Regions from separate parts of the Anas platyrhynchos genome. Here region 1 is linked to region 2. The links are chromatin contacts, called in public Hi-C maps. All regions are on one chromosome and are shown on one strand. The core of a region is the stretch at or near the end of the contact, and the rest is flanking DNA. Distances in the headings are between cores, read along the strand shown. Region 1 overlaps HIVEP3 (HIVEP zinc finger 3). Region 2 holds the start of SERINC2 (serine incorporator 2).

The links. Hi-C and Micro-C count contacts between places; a contact is called where the count stands out from the background.
Region 1: a contact with region 2 is called in a Hi-C map of skeletal muscle, with 2.5 times the contacts expected there. The contact joins the enhancer-like site here to the promoter of SERINC2 in region 2. A contact is called at or near these places in 2 of 8 Hi-C or Micro-C datasets (skeletal muscle and subcutaneous adipose tissue).

The regions. Positions count from the first base shown.
Region 1 is chr24:6,125,578-6,130,552 of IASCAAS_PekinDuck_T2T, forward strand. It overlaps HIVEP3 (HIVEP zinc finger 3), which reads left to right. Exons shown (of 11, transcript XM_013095706.5): 10 at 4,132-4,975. Among named protein-coding and RNA genes, the nearest start is that of EDN2, 49 kb to the right of the region's middle. Within about 2 kb of position 2,559, at least 1 of the 8 cell types and tissues checked has an H3K27ac peak or open chromatin away from gene starts, as enhancers often do. A contact at or near this core is called in subcutaneous adipose tissue, where this site is marked.
Region 2 is chr24:5,757,649-5,762,818 of IASCAAS_PekinDuck_T2T, forward strand. SERINC2 (serine incorporator 2) reads left to right here and starts at 2,725. Exons shown (of 10, transcript XM_038167412.2): 1 at 2,725-2,879. The coding sequence starts at 2,841.

The DNA.
Region 1 (4,975 bases), core at 1,309-3,808, 370 kb after region 2:
GCAAAATGCACTGAGCTCCACAGCGGCGGGGAAGAAGGATGGACCAGGAGTGCAAATACTCCAAGGCTGAGGTGCCTCTCTGCCACAAGGGATTGTTCTCTTCCTTTTAGATGTATTGGACCTCCTGGCTTTTTGTTAGCTCTTCAGAGCAACCTTTCGGCCAGGTATAGACATGCTGTACTTGGCTGGGACAATTCCACAGGAGGGCACGGCTGAAAGAACCTGGTCAGGGATTTTGCAGTTGCTGCCCCAAGGGAGAAGTGCTGGCATGGCAGCAGCAGAGAAAGGCTGCTCCATGTGGGATTGCTGGAGGACTCCTTCAGTCCAGGAACAGACTTAAATAATTGACTAGATCACAGCCTCCAAAAATCAATCCCTGCTGTTATACCACCTACAGGTGATGCTTCTGCAGGTTAAAGGTAGATAGGGAAAGAGGAAAGTGGCTCCTGAAATGTTGGTTATGTGACTCTGAAAAAACAAGTATTATTTTGAACCTGTCCATTATAGTCAATTAGAACTAATGAATCAATTAATTGAGTGTCACTTTTGAAAAGCTGCAGATCAGGAGCCCTATTTACGTTACACATAATTGCAGGCTTCTGAGGACAGAACCACAAGGGCCCACTTAGCAGGTCGGGGGGAATGCTTGCATTCATCGTTTCGTTCAGTCGTGCGTCCCAGGCTCACACATGGTTAATAGCAGTGCGTGGAGTGGTGCGAAAGCCAGACCAGGCTGTGAGCCAACAGGAGCTTGTGAAAACAGAGGGCTGGCAGGTGAGGAGGATGAGCTGGTCCCAGCCTTTGGCCTCGCTGAGAGGGGAGGACTAAAGGTACAGCCCAGGCACGGTCAGCCGTGTGGCTGCGGGTCGGCTGGGAGGGTGCTCAGCAGAAATGTTGGGACTGTCAGCTGGGGGACTTCTGTTTGGCCACTGTTAAATCACTGCTCGCTAATTGTGGCTGAGCATGTGGTTGTTGGACACCTGCTAAGCCCACCGAGGGAAGGTCCTGCGGAGGCTGCAGAGGGATGGGAGCCCACGAGCCTTCAGAGAGGACTTCTCTCGCCGTGTTGCTGTTGGCTGTGCGGCAGCTTGCTGGAATGTGTTGCGCTGTCTGGACTGTATTGCATTATGCAAGCAACCCATGTAATTTTAGAATTACGAAAAATATACAGTCCCCATTTCCTCCCATTGATGAAGACCATTTGTGTTTGTGTAAAGGGGACAGTCTGCCAGGAAGGAATGCAGAAAGGTGAAATTGGGAAGGCACAGTGTCAGAGGAGCATTTCCTTTCTCTTCTTCCATCTTCTTTTTCACCTGGTTAAAGCTAACACTGGACTTCTGCTGAAATTTCATATATTCTGCCTCATGAGTCAGGAGGCCTGTTGCTCATAAATGTCAAGTAAATACTAAATAAAACAGCCAACGGGAAGGTCAGAAGATTGTATTTGGTACTGTAATAGTTGGGGGTATGTAGATGGATGAGAAAAGAATGCAGAAATGGTGCATGAGAAATCAGAGTTCGCAGCTGTGTTGCGCATCCCCTGCTCTCAGTGTAGTGGGTTGGAAATAGCCTCCCCTGTGTAAACACATACTATCGTCTCTCTTCTTCCTGAAGAGGCTCAGAACAGAGCCTAGCGATGAGTAGTTTAATTAAAAAAGCAAGGAAAAAAAAAAAAAAAGAGGCTATTTACATGTGCGGGAATACTGCTGCACTCTCCTTCGGGGGCAGGCAGGGAGGGAGCAGCAGTTCCTAAAGCTCCCTGGATTATTTTAAACTCAAGCTGTATTTCACTTGATGGTTTTGATTTCTATTTAAGGGGCAGGGGAAAGAAAGGGGTGTTACTATAAAAGGAGATTGGAGCATAATTCTTCACTGTTGCACTGGTTTTGCTTGGTGTGACTGTACCAGTTTTGGTGGAATACCACAAGGATAACACAAACTTAATGAGATGGTGTGCAGAAGCCCTCAAAGGCATTACTGGGGCATGTTTTTCCGCTGTCCCTCCCCCCACCACCAACCCCTGTCTTCTCCTGCCATGTCCTTCCTCTCCCCATCAGCTCAGCAAAATGCTCCTGTGCTGCAAGTAGCCAGGGCTGCTGGTTCAGGCCTGAGCTCTCTGCCCACATGCAGCATGTTAGGAGGCCAAAGCAAAGTCCCTTTGGGATGTCTCGGGACTCACCAAGCCCTTTCCCTCTGTGGGAAATGCAAACAGTGTCCCAGTGCGCAACCGGCTTCACGTTTCCCTCACTCTGTCCTTCTGACCTTGCTGTCTGTCCTGGCCAGCGCCTGTCTGTACTGTGACTGGGGCCAAAAAAAAGGAGACCACACAGGAGAAGGCTCTCCAGGCCTGACACAATGCAGCAGGGGCTGAGGCTGGAGCTGTCTGTCCATCCCTACACCCACAGATATCAGCCCCCCAAGCCAGAGGCAGGGACTAGCTCGTAGCTCTGCTGGTGAGATACATTCCCTTTCCAGGCAAGAAATGTGCACAGTTCACCCCAGAGCCGGGAGAATGAGTCTTTTGGAATAATATTTGTTCTGAAGTCAGTTCCTTTGGGAGTTTGCAAATAACCCGCTGCTGGATCCTGGGTCCAGCAAACACCATCATTATACAAGCATTGCACAATGCAAGCCAGCCTCTTGGTGGAGAGCTGCTAAATACATGCCTTGTTCCACTAGGGTCAGAGGGTTGCCAAATACTTCGTGAACATTTACAGGTAAGGCCCCGTTATTCAAAGTAAACTGAATTAGGCATTTATCCACAGATCACAGGGACTTCTCCCTGTGTGGCCATGTTGCCTTCTGAAAGCCACCCTGCCTGCTGCAAGCAGGTGTGGTCCAGCCTCTGCATTAACTCTGCTGAGTTTCCCTTCTGGCTCGTCCTGCTGATGGCAGCCCTACATGGAAAACTGTGTCAGTGTCCACTGGAGGAGGAGCAGCGTCCTAGGATGAACTGATGGGGAGGAGAAGCCAGCAGTGCTGCAGTTAGCTGCCTGGCTCCGTGCAGGTGTCAAAGCAGCAGCTAGGCTCTCCCCTTGCAAAGCAGGGAGCAAGCGTGTCCCATCAGCACGGCACCCATCGCCTTGGTGCTCAGCTCATGCAGAGTTCGAGAAATTGGTGTTTTCTTAGCCCCTCCAGAGCAGTGGGAACTTGAGAAAAGCCTCCTGACAGCACAATTTTGTTGAGCTACAGTGACATCCAGTGGCTGTTCCCGATGGACCTCTTCAGGCTGAGTTTTCATTTTTTCTAGTATCCACTGCACATCTGGCATGGGAAAATGCAGGTTTTCTCTGCGCAGAGCAGAGGGTGAGCCAGCAGCAATCTGCTTGCAAGCTTGGTGCTCATCTCAGAAAGCTTCTGCTGGTTCTTCGAGTAGAAGAAAGATACTGTATTTTATACATACAGGCAGATAAGTTTCAAATTCTTTGGAATTTGCTTTCTATATACTCCACTCTGTTTACAGACTCTTATTATCAAAGCATCACGATGTGAGGCTTTCCATAGACATGTCTGCATCACAACTGGGAAAAACCACAGAGGTTCTTTCAGCACTGTTGTTTGCATTTTTAATGAAAACCTGTCTTGCTAATCTTTAAATTGTTATCTAAAATTGTCATGTTATCTAGATAGGACAAGGCCCAACACATGGAAGATGGGAGCTGTCATCCCAGCAGCCTTCCTGTGCTTTAGCAGCTGTAGACATTTTGTGGGCACCATTACAACAAATAGCTGTAAAAAGAATATCAAAGGATGATAGTGCTGCTGTTCTCCTAATCTAGCCAGAACTTTTTTTTTGTTCCTGGAGAAAGGTAGCCAGGCTGTGTGATGGTGTATAGCAGAAGCAGGGGCCTATGGCAGAGCAATGGCTGAAGCCAAAATTTGGGCAGAGGAGATGGTCCCAGTGGTGAGATTCACTGAGCTCAAAGCAGTGGAGGTGCTGGGACCATCAGGAGCAGAACTGGAAGAGAGGGCAAGGCTGCAGGCTCTGAAGTATGAGATAACTAGATCTAGGAAATAACTGGGTCCTGCCTGCTCTTGTCCCATTAGAACTTTTGAGCGGATTCAGCACAAAACCAGCCTGTGTCTGTTTGTGTCTTATATTTTCTGTTTTGTGTCTGCCCATCTCTGCAGGAACCAGTGAAGACCTATTCCAGGACTCTGAGGGGCGGGAGGGATCTGAGCCTATCGAGGAACATCAGTTTTCAGACCTAGAGGAATCTGACGATGATGATGACAATGAAGATGATGAAGATGAGGAGGAAGAGGAGAGCCAAGATGAGCCACCTTTAAAGTTGCCAGAAGGCAAACATACTGGCCCACCAATGCACTCTTTAGGTGGCTCTCCATCTTCTCAAGAGGAAGGCACTGAAACAGCATTGTCCTTAGCCCAAGAAACTGTTTCCAGCAGCCAAAAAGTAGGTGAAGGCCAGCAGGCCTCCTCCTCTGGGCTGGAAACCAAGTGGTCAGCAGACAGCACTGACATTGCTGTGTGCCACAGCTTCTTGAGTCTCCACAGACCAGCTTTGACTTCCACTGAACAATTGGCTTCTGCTGAAAGGGAGTCTGTCACAAGGCCACAGATGTCCTTAGCTATGGACCTGTCAACCTCAAAAGACACCTCCCCGAGAAAAAGGTGGTCTCCGAGCCAGGACTCTGGCAGAGGTGGTGGCAGCAGCAGACCAATGCTAGCCAGAAAGCACCTGTTAACCAAAAATGAAACTTCACCGAAACGGTTCTCACCAACAGGAGAACTGTCTTCTCTAAGGTGCCTGTCTCCGGGGAGAGGGTTGTCTCCTTGCCAGCGCGTCTCTCCCAGGAGGGAGGCATCTCCCCTGAGATGTGTGTCACCAAGACTTGAGCTGTCACCCAGCAGGCATCTTTCCCCCAGAAGAGAGTTGTCCCCAAGAACATACCTTCCACCAGAAGGGGATGTTTCCCCTGTGAGGCACTCGTCTCCGAGCAGAGAGATGTCATC
Region 2 (5,170 bases), core at 1,475-3,974:
AGCAAGGGGGCCCTTTGGGGATGGGGACAGCAAGAGGCAGGTGGCACCGGGCTGGTGGCGGTGCCATGGGGAGCCCCCTCGGTGCTGTGACACGCGTGGAGAGCGCTGCCTCTCCACGCAGCCGGGGGCTGGGACCTCCTGGTGCTGGGGGTGGTGGCAGGGACATGGGGACATTGGGGACGTTGGGGACATTGGGGACATCCCCTCGGGGACGGCGGGGCCGGGAGCTGAGCGCACCCAGCTCATCCCGGCACTGCCACCTGGTGGCACCGGCCGAGGGGACGGAGGGGACACTGGGGACACTGGGGACAGTGGGGACAGGGACAGGGCACGGGTGGGATTTCTGCTGCACGCCGGCATCCCGCTGGCAGCTCCTGGGGACCCCGAGGGGCTCGGGCAAGCTCCGGCTGCGCGCAGAGGCCGAGCCCGAGCCCCGCAGCGCTGCCCGCAGGCTCCCGGCGCCCTCCTCTTCCTCAAGGACACCGAGGGCACGGCGGGTGCCTGGCCCTGATCCTGCTGCAGGGAGGATCCTGCCTCCTGCACTGCCTCAATTTGGGGCCTGGAAGTGGGCTGGTGCAGCCAGCTTGGTCCCAGCCCCTGAATTCCGGATGCCAGGAGCAGCTCCCAAAGGGCATCGGCATCGCCCCGGCTGCTGCTCCTGGTGTCCCGGCTCTGCCAAGCCCCTCACACCTCACCCCCAGCCCTTTGAGAAGCTCCTGCTCAGGTCACAGCCCTTTTTACGATGAATTTCATCTTGAAAATTGAATTTCACCCCCCAGCCCTGTTGGCACGTCCACGTTTCCCAGCTCCCCGCACCTGGGCGCTGTTTCTGCCCCACTGAAGCTGGGAGGCAGGGGGAGAGGAGGGAGATGGGGAGGGGACATCTCACTGCACAGGAGACACCCCACAGTTAAAAATCACGGGGTGTCATTAATTTCCCTCCTGAAGCCAAACACCACGAAACCCCAGGCACTCCCCGGCAGCACCAGCTGCTCCAGAGACAAGACGTGGGTGGGACCTGACTTGGAGCTTCCAGTGTGCCCCAGTTCACAGCAAATAAACTCAAAATACCTCCTGGTTAGGGTATGCGCGGAGGAAAAGCTCCTGGTTCAGAGCTGTGTCTGAGGACCTGAGCTGCATTACCCTGGGCCCTGGGGTGAGCACCATGATTTAAAAAGGATTTTAAGTTACCTGACCGTGTTCAGAGGAGGGCAACAAAGCTGGTTGGAGGGCTGGAGGGGATGACCTGCGAGGAGAGGCTGAGGACACTGGGTAGGTCTGGTTTGGAGAACTGGAGGTTGAGGGGTGCCCTCACTGCTCCCTACAGAGGGGAAGCAGCGAGGGGAGGCGCTCACCTTCCCCGGGGGATGCTCGGACCAGGCGGCAGTGTGGTGGTTTTATTGTGGTAGGCAGCTGAACGCCACCACGACTGCTCTCACCACCCCTCCTCAGGAGAGGAGGGGAAGAAGAAAAGGAAAGAAACAACTCACGGGTTGAGATAAGGACAATTTAATTAAAGTAAAAATAATTATCAAGGGAAAAATATTATTAGTTAAATAATTTAACGAAATGGAAAAGGAAAATGGAAAAAGGGGAAAAGAAGAAAGAAAAACAAAGGCCATGTGGAAACACAGAGGAAAGAAATTTCTCTGTTTCCCACCAACGACTGATGCTCGACCACATCCTCGAAGCAGGGCCCCAAGGCACGTAGCTGTTGTTTGGGAGGACAGATGTTTGCACAAGAGCCCTCCTCTCCCCTCTGCTTCCTTTTCCACCTCTTATTGCTGAGTGTGACCCCACATGGTATGGAACATCCCTTTGGTGGGTTTAGGGCAGCTGTCCTGCTGATTTTCCTTCCTCCCTTCTTGCCCACCCCCAGCCTGCTGCCTCTGGGGGGTCGGTGGGGGTCCTGCTGCGGTGCCAGCACCGCTCAGCAGCTGGCACAACACCGCTGTGACACCAGCACTGCTCCAGCAGAGCACGGCGCTGGGGGGGCTGCTGCAGGGAAAGGTGACTGCATCCCAGCCAGACCCAGCACAGCTGGGGAAAACTTCCCTGGCTGTCAGACACGGGAACAGGCCTCCTAGAGAGGGGGCTGTGCTTCAGCTTCGGCAGTAGTCTGCCAGTGGGACTTGATGGCCACTGTAGATCCCTTCCAACCAGAACTATTCTAATTCTATTCTATTCTATTCTATTCTATTCTATTCTATTCTATTCTATTCTATTCTATTCTATTCTATTCTATTCTATTCTATTCTATTCTATTCTATTCTATTCTATTCTATTCTATTCTATTCTATTCTATTCTATTCCATTCCATTTCTATTTCTATTCTACCCTACCACACTCCATCCCATCCCACCCCACCCCATCCCACCTCACCCCACCCCACCCCATCCCATCCCATCCCACCCCATCCCATCCCATCCATCCCACCCCATCCCATCCCATCCCACCTCACCCCACCCCACCCATCCCTTCCCACCCCACCCCATCCCACCCATCCCTTCCCACCCCACCCCACCCCATCCCATCCCATCCCATCCCATCCCATCCCATCCCATCCCATCCCCACACCCCCATCCCCATCCCACCCCCGGGGCCGGGACCTCCTCCAGCAGCCCCATCTCCCCCACCCCTTACTCTCCATCTCCCCCCCAGCACCCCCCACCCTACCGACCCGGGTTCCTCGCCCCTCGCCGTGCCGGGGGGACCCTCCCGTTCCCTGCCCCGTACCCTTGCCTCTCCCCCCGGGCCCGCCCCGCCGCTGCCCCCGCCCCGCAGCCTCGGGCCCGCCCCGGGGAGGTGCCGCGCCGGGCCCGGGGAGCCGGGGGCGCACGATGGGGGCCTGCCTGGGGGTCTGCTCCCTGCTGAGCTGTGTGAGTGCCGGGGCAGCGGGTGGGCACCGCGGGGGGGAGCGGAGCCGAACCGGTTCCGAGCCGCAGCAGCGCCGGGTTCGGCTCCGGGACGGGACCGGAGGGGGCTCTGGGCGCACCCAGGGTGGGTCTGGGGGCACCCGGGGGAATCGCCCCGGTGCGGTTCTGGGGGGGCACAGGGGGGAGCCAGGCCCGCTGTAGCCTGGGGGGGCGCAGGAGGCACCGGACGGGGGAGGGGAAGCGGGGGGGGTGCGGCCCGGGGAAGCCGGGGGGGCGCAGGGGACCCCCGGGGGAATGCGCGGGACCCCCCCAGAGGGTGCCCCCCTCTGTACCCGGGGGAGTCAGGGGACACCCATGGCAGGGGGGCTCACTGCACCCAGGGGTGTCCAAGGGAGCCCCGTGGGGTTCACCCAAGGGAGATGTGGAGCTCATGAATGTCGTGCTCAGGGGGATCCCATAGCATCAGGGCACCCCCCGGGGGTGTGTCCCATGCTCCTGGGGGGGCTGTGGGGAGCTGGGGCACTCTTCCTACAGCACTGAGGGAAAGCGGGGTCCTGCCTCCACCCAGCTCTGGGGAGGGCTTGGGGTACCCTGGGCTCCCAGGGCATCCCAGGAGGGGGGCTCACCCGCTGCCCCAATACACCGGGGGTGGGAAGCAGGGGCTGACACCCCCCTGTGCCATCCCAGCATCCTGGCTGTGAACGAGGGGCTGGGAGGGGGGCTGGGAGGGGGGCTCTGTGCGGGTGCCGTGCCCGGTGCCGTGCCCGGTGACGCAGGTGGGTGCTGCCGGTGCCGTGCCCCATGACACGCACCCAGCGCTGCCTTCCTGGGCATGGGCTGGGGCAGGTCCCCGAAACCTCCCCGCCTGGCTGGGAACGGGGACGGGAACGGGGCTGCTTTCGCAACTCAGCCTCAAAGTTCTGAGGGTTTCACTTGGACCCGTTGGCAGTATCGGAAACGCCAGGAGTTACTCCAGGGCAGGGCTGTGGAGGGTGTTGACACAATTCTGGATGGTTTCCCCCCCAGAAAACATTTTGGCCCATGATAGAGTCACTCACTTGTAGGTTCTGTGTAGGGTCAGGCCCCTGCATTTCGCCTGGCTGTGGGGCGATGCTGGGACCTGGTGCCCAGGGGTTCCCACCTCCCCAGCCCGCGCTGACCTCGTTGCCTTTGGTACTGATTAATTTGCCAGCTCATTAGATGATGACTGGCTGCTCGGCATTGCTTCTGGTTGACTCAGTCTCTGCATCCTCGGGGGTGTGGGGGCGAGGGCAGCCTGCAGGAGGGGGTGGTGCTGGGTTGCTGCTGGGTTTGGGCTGTGTAAATGGTGCCTGTCCTGCACCGACTGCTCCCCCAGCTGCAGTTCTGGCAGCGAGCTGTATTTTGTGAGGATGTTGATAGTAAAACTGGCAGGATTAATCTTTAATCTGCGGCAGCTGAAACCTGACGCTTCCTCGTCAGTCCACCACGTTTGTGGGTCACTTCCCTTCGTTTGCTTTTTCTGTCCTGCTGGATCCACCTTCGTACTCGTGGGCATTCCTGAAAGCCCACTGGGGAGGTGCAACGGGGCGCTCCCAGTGCTGTATTCCTACAGAAGGCTTCTTTAGCCTTTTTTCCACTCACTTGTTCAAGAGAAACAAAGGAAAAAGCTGAAATCAAGAGCTGCCTCTTCCCTTGCTAAGGTGTTTGAGAAGGGCAGTTTGTAGGCAGGTCCCCAGTGACAAAAGGCCTGCTGGTGACGTGGGACTCTCAGGTTACTGCCCTACCCCGTTATGCTGGGTGGGGCCTCCCTGTGCTTGCAGGAGGCCATAAAAACTGAAATGAGGCCACAGAGCTTGGCCTCTAAGAGCCTACCCTAAAGTCCAGCTCTGGTTGGACCTGATGATCTTAGAGGTCTTTTCCAAGTTCAATGGTTCTATGATTATGGAAAGCTCCAGGGGGACGTGGGCTCCCCAAAACCTTGTACCTGCAGCACGGTGATGTACCTATCCCAGGGAACATGGGGTGCCCGGGCTTGTGTCTCCTGCAGGGTTTTGCAGATGCTCAAGCGTGGGGTGCCGTGCAGGAGCGTTCCACAAGTATCCACATCTCCTGGCCATGCTCAGCCCGTGCCTCTCTCCCTTTTGTCTGACTCTAACCAAGCCCTTGTTGCTTCATCTCTCTTTCAAACAGAAAGCTGTGGGTGCTGGGGACGAGTTTCTGCTCGGGCTGTGGGTTGTGCTGTGATGCCTTTGCACATCTTGCCATGCGTGCCGTGGTCACCCTGCAACCACAAAGCCTGAGCAGCCTCAACG